Linked DNA regions of Sus scrofa: region 1 is linked to region 2. A link is a contact called in public Hi-C data. All regions are on one chromosome and are shown on one strand. Each heading gives the region's core, a stretch centred on a gene start, on an enhancer-like site or on the middle of the called end of the contact. The rest is flanking DNA. Distances are from core to core; before and after follow the strand shown.

Region 1 (6,327 bases), core at 391-2,890, 260 kb after region 2:
GCAGCGGGCGGAGCCGGGGCCGGGGCCGGGGCGGGGACCTGGGGCGCTGGCAGCGGGGCGTCATCCATGGTGGTGTGGCGCGAGGGCAGTGGCGGGTGGGGGCTCTCTCTGAAGCAGGGAGACATGGAGGGGGGTGAGGGAGTCACCTCCCCATCAGCCTCCACAATCAGGCTCCTTGGACTCACACACCTGCCACCAGTACCCGGGAGCCCCGCCCACCCACTCTAACCACACCCACTCTTCTTTAAGCCCCTCCCACTCTCCTGCAAACCCTTCCCCCACTCCGCTGCCAATCTTTCTAATCCCTTCTAAGCCACGGAGTGTTAAGCCTCTCCCCCCTTTGAGATGGGACTCCCGCTCCGCTCTAAGCCCCACCCACTCATGTTCGGGTCCCGCCTACTTCTTCCAAAGTCCCCCCGTTTTCGGGAAGCCCCTTCCCCTCCGAGAGCCACTCCCACTCTTCTTTGAAGATGAGAGTCACCTTCAGACGAAGACTCCCATTCTTAGCCAAGGAAAGCACCAAGATTTGGAGCTAAGCGCACTAGAGTCAGCCTTCCAGGGCGAAGATAACTAGTCCTGGAAACTTGAATAAACCCAACAGATTCCTTTATCTGCGAAATAGGGATAAGAGGAGGACCTACCTCTTCGAGTGGTAATGAGATCTAAGCAAAATTGTGGCCAAGCGTGCTGCGTGCTCACTTAGGCCTGCGCACAACAGACTCAACAGGTAAGCTGTTTACATTACTAGTGTCTGCTAAGTTCCTCCAAGGTCCTCTTGAAGTCCCGCCATCTCTTCCCCACCAAGATCCTCCTAGACCCCTTTCAATTTGTCCTTTAAACTCAGCCTTGAAGCAGGCCCCATCCTTTCCAAGACCCTCCCTCCAATCTACCTCTCTTGCCTTCTCAGTCCTTTCAGAGACCCTCCCCATCCGAAGACTTTTTACCTGCATTATAAAGACGTGCTATTTCCGCTAACAAGCCCTGAATCACACTCTTAAACCCCAACTCCTTTACTATGCCCACCACTTGCTGAAAAAAACTTGCCTAAACAAATTCCGCCCCTTCTCTATAAGCTCTTCCCACATCCACACTGAAACCCATTACCCAGCTCAGCCCAGACTACGGCTCTTCGACCTCCTCCTATTATTGCTGAGCCACGCCCCTTTGTCAAACCGCACCCCTTTGCCTACGCTCCTCCCACTTACACCATAGCCCCGCCCACTCCCACACTAAACCACGCCCGCCAAGGCTCCTCCCAGTCGTTGCTCCGCCCCAGTCACCACTAAGCCCCGCCTCCTCCCCACCCAGTCGCCCTTGGGATTGCCCCCCCCCCCAGTCCGCTCGAGGACCCAGGTCCCGAGAGCCAACCTTTTGTGCCCCTCCCCCCTGTCCCTAAAAGGTGCAGCCCCGGGCACCCGGGGCGGGGGCAGGTCAAGCTAGACCCGCAGGCGGGCGAGTCCACCTCGCTCGTTCGGAGCAGGGGTTCTGGAGCCCTGAGGCGGCCCCGGGAGGCCGGGAAAGTCCGTCGGCTTTCCTCTTTAATTACTTACACCTCCCTCTGGGCGCCGACATTTTGGGCAGCGGGGGCAGCGTCACTTCCACCCGGGGGGCCCCTCGACTTCCGCCTGGGCTCGCTTCTCCCCCGCACTCCCCCTTTCTCCCGCCTTCTTGGTTTCCCTCCTCCCCACCGCCCTCCCTTCTCCCTTTTTCCCGTCCCTTTCCCAGCCACTGGAGGTTAGAGAAGCCAGGGTGGCGCCATCTTGGGTGAGGGCATGGCGAGGGGGCGGGGCTTAGGCTCTTCCCAGCGCCATACAGAGTAAGGGCAACAAGCTCAGCGCGGGTGGCCTCCTCCCCGCGGTGTCGACGCTAGCAGGTGTTAACATAGATGAGGGCAGATTTGATTCCCTCTTAGCAACCTCAGGCTCTTCCTAGGTATGATGTAGCGTTGCCTCAGGAGAAGAGAGAAATAGAAGTTCGCCGACTGCGACAGAGATAGGAGGAAAGCGCAGGCTCCATCTTGTGCTTTGAAGCCCATAGGGCGCCATGTTAATTACGGGAGCGAGCGGCCATTTCCCCGCTCCTCGTCCTTTCGGTACCTTTCTTTGGGTCACCCGGTTTGGTGTTTTGTGGGGGGAAAGATATTTCTCTGTGTTTGGGATGTGTTGGTGGAATAATTTCCCGCTCGGGGCCAGCGAGGGCGACGGGTGCGCAGACGCGGCTTGCCGGCGGCGACTCGACCGGCCCTTAGGACCCAGCACGTCCCCTTTGTTCCCGGCGGGCGCGGGCCCGGCGAGGAGGAGGGAGGGAGGGGCCGCTCGGCGTCCGCTCCGAGGGGCGGGGCAGTCCCGCGCGCGCGCGCGCCGCGGAGGAGCAGGGCCCCCTCGCCCCCGCCCCTTCCCACGCGCCGGCCCCGCGCCCCCGCGCCCCCACTCGCGAGCCCAGGCGACATGCAAATGAGGTACCCGAGAGGCGGGGGTCCGGGCTGGGGGAGGGGAGCGGAGGGAGGGGAGGCCCGCGGCCGCGCGCTCCTGGATCGCCCCCCAACCTGCTCCTGCTCACGCGCCCTCTGAGGCGCGCGCGCGCGCCGACCCAGCGCCCCGCGGAGCCGGCCCGCCTGGGTGCGCGCGCGCAGACCCCCTTCTGGAGGCCCTCGCCGTCTGCGGCCTGACGCCGCTCATTGGCCGCCAACCCCGCAGGGCCCGCCCCGCGCGGTCGGATCGGACGGGCGTGCGCCTGCACCCGGGTGGAGTCGGGAGAGGGTCGGGGGCATCGTTCCAGAGTCCTGGGTTCTAGTCCAAGCCCTCACGGAAAGGTGGTTGCCCTTCTCTGGACCTCAGTCAGTGCCTTTTCTAATGGGGTGCAGTGGTACCTGCAGCCCCTAATCCTAACTGCACCTGTGCTGTCCTCCCCTCCCCTTTACTTCACCCCGGTCCCAGGGTCCGAGGCTCTGCTGCTGACAGTGGTGTTGATGGTGGTAGTTTATTTGGTGTTTACTATATGCCCTCTGACACCCCTACCATATCCATTTTACAGAGGTGGGAACTGGCTCGGAGAAGTAAAGCCACTTGTTAGTTAATGGCAGCGCTGGAGTCACATGCCCAACTAAGGAACCCCACGTCTCTTGGATCCATTTCTTCTCACTCGCCAGGCCTTTGGGGTCCATCAGATCTGGTTCACGTCGTGGCCCTGCCCCTTCCCGGCAGAGGGAGCTTGGGCAATTGACTTGGCCTTCCTGTGCCTTGGTTTTCCAGTTTGCAAAGTCGCGGTGGTCTACTCGTAATTCAGACGTTTGGTGTGAGGCTTAGCTACCCACCCCGATGATAAGTGCTAACGTTTCCTAAGCACTTCTGTATACACAGCACTTTATGTTGTTATCTTTAGGGCAAGTCTGTGTGAGTGGGTGGAAATACCATTTTCCAAAAGGCCGACCTAAGGCCCAAAGAGGGGAGCACCTTGCCCAAGGCTACACGGAGAGGAAGCAACAGACTCAGGAATTGAACCTAGAACCTCTGGAGGTCTGATAGATGTCCTCGTCCACAGCTGGGGGGCAGATACCACCTGGGGCCACTCCCTTTCCTTTTTCCAGTCTTCAACCCCGTCCCACTTCCATCAGTCAGCAGGAGAGGCAAAAACAGTTCTGAGGCCTCTGGGGCTTTTTGGTTTGATGGGCTCTGTTTTGAGGACTGAAATACTGGCCCGTTCCCCCCGTTGGACTCTATCCTCCCTTGAAAGATTTTCTTTCTTTTGGCTCAAGTTGACCCTGAATGTTTAGGTCCAGGGGAGGGCTTAGGAGGTCCACACGATGCCTGTGGGACTCAGGGCAGTGCCTGTTGCTGTTGACTGCTGTTGACCCACTAGCGTGGCTTTAATTGTGTGTCCAAGTGATTGTCAGCCATGCCCAGGTCAAGAAACTCATCCCAGATGGGGAGGTGATGGGGGGCAGGGGGTGCTCCACATCCTCCCTGCACTGATGGCTGCCCCCTCTCTCCTTTTAGCCCGGCTCCAATTTCCAGAGCCAAGCCCCCTGCTGCTCAATGGACACCTCCAGCCCAGACGCGTGGCCTTCGCCTTTCCCCAGGGAGGAAGAGAAACCTCTGGCCTTACCTCCTCCTGTTCCCCAGGGCCGCCGAGGCCAACGTCCTGCGGGGGCCACCTCCTCCAATCAGACCCTCAAGACCACCCTCCCTCGCAAGCGGGGCCGCCCCCCCAAGTCAGGGCAGGAGCCCCCAGTGGCGCAGGGGGTCACCGCCCCGGTGGTCAGCGATGGTGGCAGTGACCTCCTGTTGATCGATGATCAGGGTGTACCCTACACAGTCTCTGAAGGGTCCGTGGCGAGTGGGCCTGAGAGCTCCAGCCCTAAGAAAGCCCCGCACTTCTGCCTGGTGTGCCTTCGGGCCTTCCCCTACCTCTCCGACCTGGAGCGCCACAGCATCTCGCACTCAGAGCTGAAGCCGCACGAGTGCAAGGATTGCGGCAAGACCTTCAAGCGGTCCAGCCATCTGCGGCGGCACTGCAACATCCATGCCGGCCTTCGGCCCTTCCGCTGCCCGCTCTGCCCACGCCGCTTCCGGGAGGCAGGCGAGCTGGCCCACCACCACCGCGTCCACTCTGGGGAGCGCCCCTACCAGTGCCCCATCTGCCGGCTGCGTTTCATGGAGGTCAACACGCTGCGGCGCCATATCAAACGCAAGCACCCCGAGGCCATGGAGGTACCCCTGTGTCTTCCGGACCCAGAGCCTGAACCACTGTGGGATGACGACGGCATCCCAGCCACGGCAGAGGCGGAGGAGGGGGGGCTGGAGGGGAAAGAGCTGGCCTGCCCCAGGCCTCCGGCCACTGCTCCCCAGGCTGAGATTAGAGCTGGGAGTCGGGCTGGTGCTGGGCCTGAGCAGGGAGGCCCGGACACCCTCACATCTGGTGGTCTTCCCGTTGTGGGAGGGGGTTGGGGGTGCGGACCTCAACTTCTGGATCCTGCTGCCTTCTGCCACCCTCCCCCGGACTGACAGGCCTTTGGAGGCGGGGGCTGCGGAAATAAATCTCTGCCTATTGGCTTCCTGCGTGTGTTCCGTGATGGTCCCAGGGCCGCCCCCCCGCTTCTCCTCCCTCCAGATGTCCTCCTGCCAGTTACACCACTCCATGGGAGGACCCTATGTCGTGTACCTCATTAGCTCGGCGCTGAAGACCGGCTTGGGGGAAGCCTTTGCCCCCCTCCCATCTCCAGCAGACCCCAAAGCACCCCCGCCCCCAAATATCCACTCTTTAAGTAGAACATTGAACCTTCTGTGCAAACGTGACTCTAGGTTCTCCTCCCCTGTTTCAGCCAGATTCCCGGGAATTCTGTAGCCATCACATTGGCCCTTCTCTTTGTCCTGGCGCTTTTTTGCAGGGAAATACTGACCTGAGAGTGGCCTGCAGGGCTGACAACTTTGGTAGGGCTCGGGTAGAGGAGGGGCGAGCTGGAGGGGCGGGGCAGCGGGGGCGGGGCTTGTTGGGCAGTTGGGTAAAAACTGGGCTAGGCTTAGGAAAAGGGGCCGAGAAACGAGAGGGGCTTGAAGAGGTGTAAGCCTTGCCCTTCAGAAATTGAGACCATTTAGAGGGAAGGGGTTGGGTTTCTCTGAGGGGAGAAGCTTCAAGGGGAAACTGCAGGAGAGCAAGGTGTTGGGAGAGGCGGGACCTCACTGTAAGGATACTGGGCAGTGGGTATGACTGCTATGCACGCCAAGGGGAGAGAAGCGAGGACCTAAGAGATGGAAGGTCCCTGACAGAGGAGGAGCTTGGAAGGAAGGGCTGAATTTGAGTTCCCGCTGTGGTCCGATGGGTTAAGGAGCCAGTTTTGCCATGGCTATGGCAGTCGGTACACAGCTGTGGCTCGGATTCAATCTCGTCCCCAGAACTTCCATGTGCCACAGGGTGCGGGCCAAAAAAAAAAAAAAAAAGGGCTGAATAGAATCAGGCTTAGCTGCTTGAGGTGAGGCTGAGTTAGGAGCGAGGCTTGCAGATGGTATATGAAGGGGGCCGTGCAAAGTGTGGTAAAGATATCTTTGGAAACTTCAGTCCATCAGAATCACCTGAAGGGTATTTTATTTTATTTTTATGTCTTTTTAGGGCCGCACTTGCGGTATATGGAGGTTTCCAGGCTAGGGGTTGAATCGGAGCTGTAGCCACAGCCACCTCCACGCCAGATCTGAGCTGCAACTGCAACCTACACCACAGCTCAGGGCAACTCCAGATCCTTAACCCACTGAGCGAGGCCTGGGATGGAACTTGAGTCCTCATGGATACTAATAAGATTTCGTTTCCACTGAGCCACCAAGGGGAACTCCACCT
Region 2 (7,170 bases), core at 2,064-4,563:
ACATGGCCTCCTGCAGCCACTGGCGCCTCTGGGGAGTGAGGTGGAAGAAAGAGGCAAACTTTACCAATAATTAATTCATGAATAACAGTCATCACCAACAACAGCCACTGTAAATCAACCATACTGCAATAAAATTTTTTTTTTTTTTTGTCTTTTTGCCATTTCTTGGGCCACTCCCCCAGCATATGGAGGTTCCCAGGCTAGGGGTTGAATCGGAGCTGCAGCTGCCAGCCTACACCAGAGCCACAGCAATGAGACATCCAAGCTGAGATCCAAGCCGAGTCTGCGACCTACGCCACAGCTCACGGCAACGCCGGATCCTTAACCCACAGAGCAAGGCCAGGGATTGAACCCCCAACCTCATGGTTCCTAGTGGGATTTGTTAACCACTGCGCCACGATGGGAACTCCCGACCTGGATCTCTGAAGCTGCACGCTGCTGACACTTTAAGCGGGACAGTTCCGGGGGCGGGGGGCATTCTGTGCACTGTACTATGTTGAACAGCACCCCTGGCCTTCCCCTACCCAATGGACGACAACCAAGAATGTCTCCACACATTGCTAAATGTGGTTAAAACCACTTTCAGGAGAGAACCACTGGTGTGGAGATACACACTTGAGAGTCATCAGAGTAAAGCCTCAATCCGACAGGAGGTCACACAGGAAGTAAGCGTAAATGAGAGTCCTGTGAGAGCTCCAGCGAAAAGAGGCTGGGGAGTGAGGACACGCTAACAGAGGATGGGGAAGAAGGGCCAAAGGGTGGGATGAAAACCCATACACCTCGGAGTTGCCGTCATGGCGCAGAGAAAATGAATCCGACTAGAAACCATGAGGTTGCGGGTTCGATCCCTGGTCTCGCTCCGTGGGTTAAGGATCCGGCATTGCCGTGAGCTGTGGTGTAGGTCGCAGACACGGCTCGGACACAGCATTGCTGTGGCTCTGGCATAGGCTGGTGGCTACAGCTCTGAGACCCCTAGCCTGGGCACCTCCATGTGCCACGGGTGTGGCCCTGAAAAGACAAAAAGACAAAAACAAAAACAAAAAAAAAGAAAAAAAAAAAAACAAAAAAACACAGTACATCTCAATGTCCTAGTAGCATAAGGAAGAAAGAGATCGTGGAGTTTCCTGGTGGCTCAGTGGGTTAAGGATCTGGTGTTGTCACTGCTGTGGCTCAGGTTCCTCCAATCCCTGGCCCAGAAACTGTCACATGCCACAGATGCAGCCAAAAAAAAACCAAAAAGAGACAGAGAGTGAGATCAAGGAGAGGGGTTAGCAATCAAATGCTGTTAGCAGGTTAAATGAGATAAGAGCTAAGAAATGGGCCACTGACTTTTTTTTTTTTTTGGCCAGACTGCATGTTAAGTGCTCATACGAAGGCTCTGTAGTCACAGTTCTGGATCAACTGGGCAAGATGTTAATCTTTCTGTGCCTGTTTCCTACCACACAGTCCTAAGGATTCATTGACATCGTGGATGTACCTGGATGAGCACAATGTCTCGTACACTGTAACTGTCAGCAACAACTAAATAATATGTATGACAAATACAGCTATTAGTCTCCAAAACAACCCTCCAAGGTAAGTATTATTGTCACCCCCCCTTCACAGATGAGAAAATGGGGGCACAGAAAGGTGTGACTTGCCCAAGGTCACACAGTCAGCCATCCACAGAGCCTTAAGTCAAACCTAAGCGTACTGTCCACAGAGCCTGTGTTCTGTTCTTTGGTTTGGTTTGGTTTTTTAATGGTGGTACTCGCAGCATATGGAAGTCCCAGGCCTGGAACTGAATCATGGCCACAGCTGTGACCTATGCCTGTGGCAACACCAGATCCTTTAACCAGCGACCTGAGCTGCTGCAGTCAGATTCTTAACCCACCTCACCACAGCAGGAACTCCCACAACCTGTGCTCTTAATGAGACTATCCTGCTGCCTCCAGGAGCACTGCCTATGTGCCTGGCACTGCATGCAGCCCTGCTTCAACTGGAACTTCGGAACTACTCAGTGAAGTACCACTGGTATTCTAACTGTCAGCATCAACTTGCAAATAAAGAACTTGGGGCTCAGAAAGATGAAGGGACATACCCAAGGTCACACAGCCATAAAATGCTGAATCCAGGTCTGTCTGCGGAACCCTTGCCTCTTCTTTTTACCACGAGGCTACTCTGCCTCCCTGCACAGTGCAGGGATCCAGGGATCAGACCTTCAGTCTACAATAACCCCATCAAGCACAAGGAGGCTACTCTGCCTTCACACCTGGCCTCCCGACCCTCTCGGGACTCCCTCCCCAAGATATCTCGGTCCGCACACCCCTCACCCCGGCTTCTTGGGTCCCCCCCCTTTACCTCCTCACTCATGGGTTCTGGAGGTGGGTCTGGCTCTTCAGAGCCCGCCGTGATGGCCATCTGCAGCAGACCTTGGAGGTTTCGCGGGGGTGGGGGGTTGCCCGAGCCCCCAGCAGAGGAGCCGCTGCCCCCTGACGAGCAACCCTGAGAGGCTGGGGGCAGCGCCAGGGGAAGGCGGCTGCCCCCAGAGCCTTGGTCCGCCATGGGCTGTTTGCGAAGAAGGGACGAATGTGCTGGGGTAGGGGATGGTCACCGCTGAGGTAGCGCGGGCTTCCTGACCGGTCGACTCCTGGAGGTCTGCTGAGAAGGTGGCGTTTTAGGGGAGCTCGGCGGCCCTCCGCGACCCCAAACCACTCTGTCCACATGCCCTTTAACCACAGCCCCCATTCCTTCCTTCACACCGGCGAGACCCTTCCCCAAAGTCACAAGCCCCTCCTTCGTCCCTAGCAACAGGCCCCACCCACTCTCTCTAGCAACCCCCTCCCCCATCTTCACCGCAGGCGTTCCCGTCTCTTAGCAACCCCACTGCCCAGCCCTCATAGCAACCAGGCCTCCCTTTGGTTTTCTTGGCAACAAGTCTCCTCCCTCTTCTCCGAAAGAGGGGAGCCAGAGCGGGGCGGACCTCACCTCCCCGGGCCTCGTGTCGCCGCCGCTACTAAAGACAGAGTCGCCCGCACCTGACTACAATGGGCGCCGCCATATTGACAGGAAATACGCAAATCTCGCCCGGAAGTTCCCGGCGCAGACACCCCACTTAGGGCCTTAACTAGGCGTGAGGAGGCCTCGCCCAGCTCCGAAGTCCTTCCTAACTGGCGGGATACTGCGCTCCGCCCAGCCCCTCACCTAGGCCGCGCCCCTCGTGCTCCCGCTCTGGCCTAAGGCCCGCCCCCGGCCCGGATCCCGCCCTTAGCGAGCCCCACCTCCCCATGCTCATTGCAAGCCCCTGCCCTAGTGTAGGCCCCGCCCCCCGGCCTGGCTCTGCCTAGGCCCAAACGCGTCCACACCCAGCCCGAGTTCTAAACTGGTCCCTCTCCGCCCGCTTCAGGCTCCGCCCCTGTTCCAGGCCTTTCGGCCTCTCCCAGGTGAGCCCCGCCCCCGTGCCGGTTTGCCGGCCGTTCCCCCGTCAAGCCCCGCCCACTTCTTGGCCCCGCCCCATTCTCGCTGAGCGTGCCCCGCATCAGCAAGGGCTTTTCTCTTCCATCTAGGACCCCACCACGTCTTTTACTGGAGCCCTGGGGTCGCACCACTAATAACCTGACCCAGGCACCCAACCCCACCCGTCTCCTGGCCTCAGTTTCCCCATTCGTCAAAGGAGGCATTCTCCACACTGCAGCACTACCTGTGCCGGTGCTTATTACCCAACATCTGCCTGGTGGAATCTTCTCTGGGTCCTGCCCAGGTGCAGAGGAGGGGATCGTTGAAGCCTGAAGTAAATGCCCACGCAAGGTGGTTTAGGCCGCTTGAGGCCTCCCTGCACCAGATTTGGGGCTCAGGTCTGGGAATGTGCCTGGCCTTTGGAGGTGTTTCCTTTGGGGTGATCTTAAGCGAATCCTAGTTGTGGTCTTCCGTAAGAGACCCTTCCCCTCGAGGAAAGGCTGTACTTATCTTGTGACCTACGGTCACAGGTATATTGAGCCCTTGGCTAGGTCTGCAACATGCCAGGTGCTCTTTTGGACAGAGATGGAAAGACCAGTGTACAAGCTGTGTGTGTGTGTTGTTTGTTGTGGTTTGTAGCACTGAGAAGCCTAGCTATCTGACGTGGGTCTAGGCCCCTGTGTACTTTATTGTATCCCTTTCCTATTGTTGCTCTTAACAAATTACCAAAAACTTGGTGGCTTACAACAACGCAGATTTATTAGCTTACAGTTCTGGAGGTCAGAAGCCCCAAATGAGTCTCACTGAGTTAAAAACCAAGGTATCAGGGGGATTGTGTTCCTCCTGGGGGCTCCAGGGACCCTCTGTTTCCTTGCTTTTTCCAGCTTTTAGAGGCTGCCCACATTCCTTGGATTGTGGTCGCAGCATTTCAGCTTGTTTCTTTCCCTGTCCCATCTCCTCCTCTGCCTCTGATCCTCCTGCCTCCCCATGATAAGAACTCTTGGGATGACATGTAGGACCCACCCAAGGAACCAGGATGCTCTCCCATCTAAGACTTTCAACTCAGTCACACCTGCCACGTCCCTTTTGCTATGAATATGTAAGGCAACATATTTGCATGTTCTAGAAATTAGGATGTGGACATCTTTGGGGGCCCAGTATCCAGCCTACTATATATATATACTATGTACACTGACGTACAAGTCCCTCTATCTACAATACTATTTACATATATTATTATACATCATACCATATAATATGTATGTACATATAACATGTCATTGTATATGACATGACATTTTTATACCTGTGATAGAATGGTAGCCTAGATGAGAACACCTCAGAGTTACCCTACAAAAGCGATAGCCTTTCCAATGACCTGTAAGAAGGGTGATAGTATAACTTTCCATCCATAGCAGGACACACAGAGTGACAACGAATCCTATTAATTATTCCAGAATAGGAGTTCCCATCGTGGCTCAGTGGCTAACGAATCCGACTAGGAACCATGAGGTTGAGGGTTCGATACCTGGCTTCGCTCAATGGGTTAAGGATCTGGCGTTGTTGCCGTGAACTGTGGTGTAGGTCGCAGACGTGGCTTGGATCATGCATTGCTGTGGCTCTGGTGTAGGCCGGCAACTACAGCTCTAATTCGACCCCTAGCCTGGGAACCTCCATATGCCGCAGGTGCGGCCCTAGAAAAAGGCAAAAAAAAATAATAATAATAATAATTCCAGAATACCAGCCATAAACCAGACCAGAGGGTCACGCTGCTTCTAAGGCCCTATGTGATCTGCCTCCTCATCTCATCGCCTTCCGACCACCCTGGCCCTTCCACTTTCCGATAACACACCAGGCACACACCTGCCACAGGGCCTTTGCACAGCTGTTTCCTCTGCCTGGAAGGCTCCTGACACTTTATCCACCTGCCTCTGAGGCGCCTCTTCCCTCAATGTCCCTTCGTGGCGGAGGCTTCTCGGCACTATGTGCAAAGTCACATCCTGCTCAACTTACACTCCCCGTCCCCCTTCCCTGCCCTCGTCGCCTCTGCATCCCCCATGGCGACTCTGTAACATATCTTGTGTTTTGATCATTTCTCACCTGCCTCATCCTTTGCAGGGGGAGCTCCCCAGGACAGGGATCTTGGTTGACTTGGCTCACTGCTCTACCCTCACCACTTGGAAGAGCACGTGGCTCAGATTTGGCACTCATGGTAGATTCACGGAATGAACGTGCTTGACCAGCGGACTTAAGGCTCACGGGTACGCTCTATAGGCGATTTGGGCATGACACGGGTGCCTGACAGAGCCAAATTATGTGGAAGTCTGGCTGTGCACAGGTCCATGGATGGGCAGTGGAGCAGACAGTATATTGCAGCCCGTGTGAAGATCTGGGGGAGGCTGTGTTGGGCACAAGGAAGAGACAGGGACCTGAAAAAAAAAATACACAGGGGCCTCAAGGGCTTCTGGAAGTTTCTCTGTAGGAGGATGGAGGATCCTAAATGGACATGTGGATCCAAGATGATCTAAAAACATGCACCCTGGCCTGTGGGTGGCTAGGGGACCCTGATGCTTGTGGGGAAAGGGGGCCTGGGTGGGCAGCTTGGGGGTCTGGAGAGACAGAGATGAGTCTTGGATCAGCAAAGCCCCCAGTTCTTTCCCTCTGCCTCCCCCATCCTCTGCCCTCCAATCTGTGCCATCTCCCCCCAGCTTCTAGCCCTTCACCTCTGTGTACCCCCCATCTTTTGCGGTCCCCGCCTCTGTTCCTCTTTGTCTCTCTTTGTCTGTCTCCAGCTCTCCTTCTACCTGGCTCTGTTTTGTTCTCTGCCGCCCCCAGCCCCGTGCCCCTTTCCAATGCTCCCTCAGGTGGTTTTCCTCCTGCTCTCTGACCCCGCATCCTTTCCCTGCCCTCTCCCCCGCTGTGCCTCGCCTGTGACATCTTGCCCCTCTCTGCCCCATCCCTCTCTTTTTCTCCATTTCTCTCCCCCACTGCTCTGTCTCTCTCGGCTGTCCCCTCCTTTCCTTAAGGTCTCTCCCCGTCTCTGGCTCTGTTTTCTGGGTTCGTCTCTTCCCATCTGTCTCTCCATGGCTCCCTGCCTCCTTTCTCCCGCAACACCCTGTCTCTCCAGCTCTCTTGCCTCCGTCTCCATCTCTGTCTCTGGGTTTCTCCACCTCCCTGTCTCTCTGTCCCCCTGCTCTCCTTTCCTTCTTTCTCTCCTGTCTCTGCCCACCTGGACGTGTGCCCCAATCTCCCTCTTTCGCCCCAGCCCTGTTTCTGCTGGGCTCCATTTCCCCCCACCCCCCACCCCGCCGCGGTCCGTCTCTTTTCCCAACTCGACTCGGATGGATTTCATTTCCCTTTGTGTAGCTCCAGCTCTGCCCCTGCCTCGCTGCGCCGCATCGCTCTCCCTCCATCCTGTCTCCTGCATCCTTCCATCCCTCCCAGCATCCTCCCACCTCCTCGCCATCCCTCCAGCTCCCAGGCCCGCCCCCTGCCCCGCTCCCCCCTCCCCCCTCCGAAAGGGTTAACTTTGGGGAAGGGCCCGGAGTCCCCGGATGGTGATGTCAGCGTGCCGGAGAGAAAGGACGAGGTGGCGGGGGGAGGCGGAGAGGAGGAGGAGGCGGAGGAGAGAGGGCGCGTGGGGGGGCGGGGGGACCTCGGCCTGCAGCATCCGCCGGCCCGCACCTCAGACCCCCCCGGCGGGGGGAGGCGCAGGAAGAGAGGGGCCGGCCAGAG

The links. Hi-C and Micro-C count contacts between places; a contact is called where the count stands out from the background.
Region 1: a contact with region 2 is called in a Hi-C map of liver, with 4 times the contacts expected there. The contact joins the promoter of ZNF524 here to the promoter of HSPBP1 in region 2. A contact is called at or near these places in 1 of 47 Hi-C or Micro-C datasets (liver) and 1 of 2 datasets of contacts at active chromatin or transcription factors (alveolar macrophages).

Annotation. Positions count from the first base shown.
Region 1 is chr6:59,719,116-59,725,442 of Sscrofa11.1, forward strand. It overlaps ZNF524 (zinc finger protein 524), which reads left to right and starts at 1,641. Exons shown (of 2, transcript XM_021095048.1): 1 at 1,641-1,764; 2 at 3,996-5,051. The coding sequence starts at 4,035. The coding sequence ends at 5,003. It overlaps FIZ1 (flt3-interacting zinc finger protein 1), which reads right to left and starts at 1,696. Exons shown (of 3, transcript XM_021095044.1): 1 at 1,551-1,696; 2 at 1-108. The coding sequence starts at 68.
Region 2 is chr6:59,461,220-59,468,389 of Sscrofa11.1, forward strand. It overlaps HSPBP1 (hsp70-binding protein 1), which reads right to left and starts at 3,314. Exons shown (of 8, transcript XM_003127468.5): 1 at 2,968-3,314; 2 at 2,341-2,637; 3 at 1-28. The coding sequence starts at 2,544. It overlaps BRSK1 (serine/threonine-protein kinase BRSK1), which reads left to right and starts at 7,070. Exons shown (of 19, transcript XM_021094996.1): 1 at 7,070-7,170.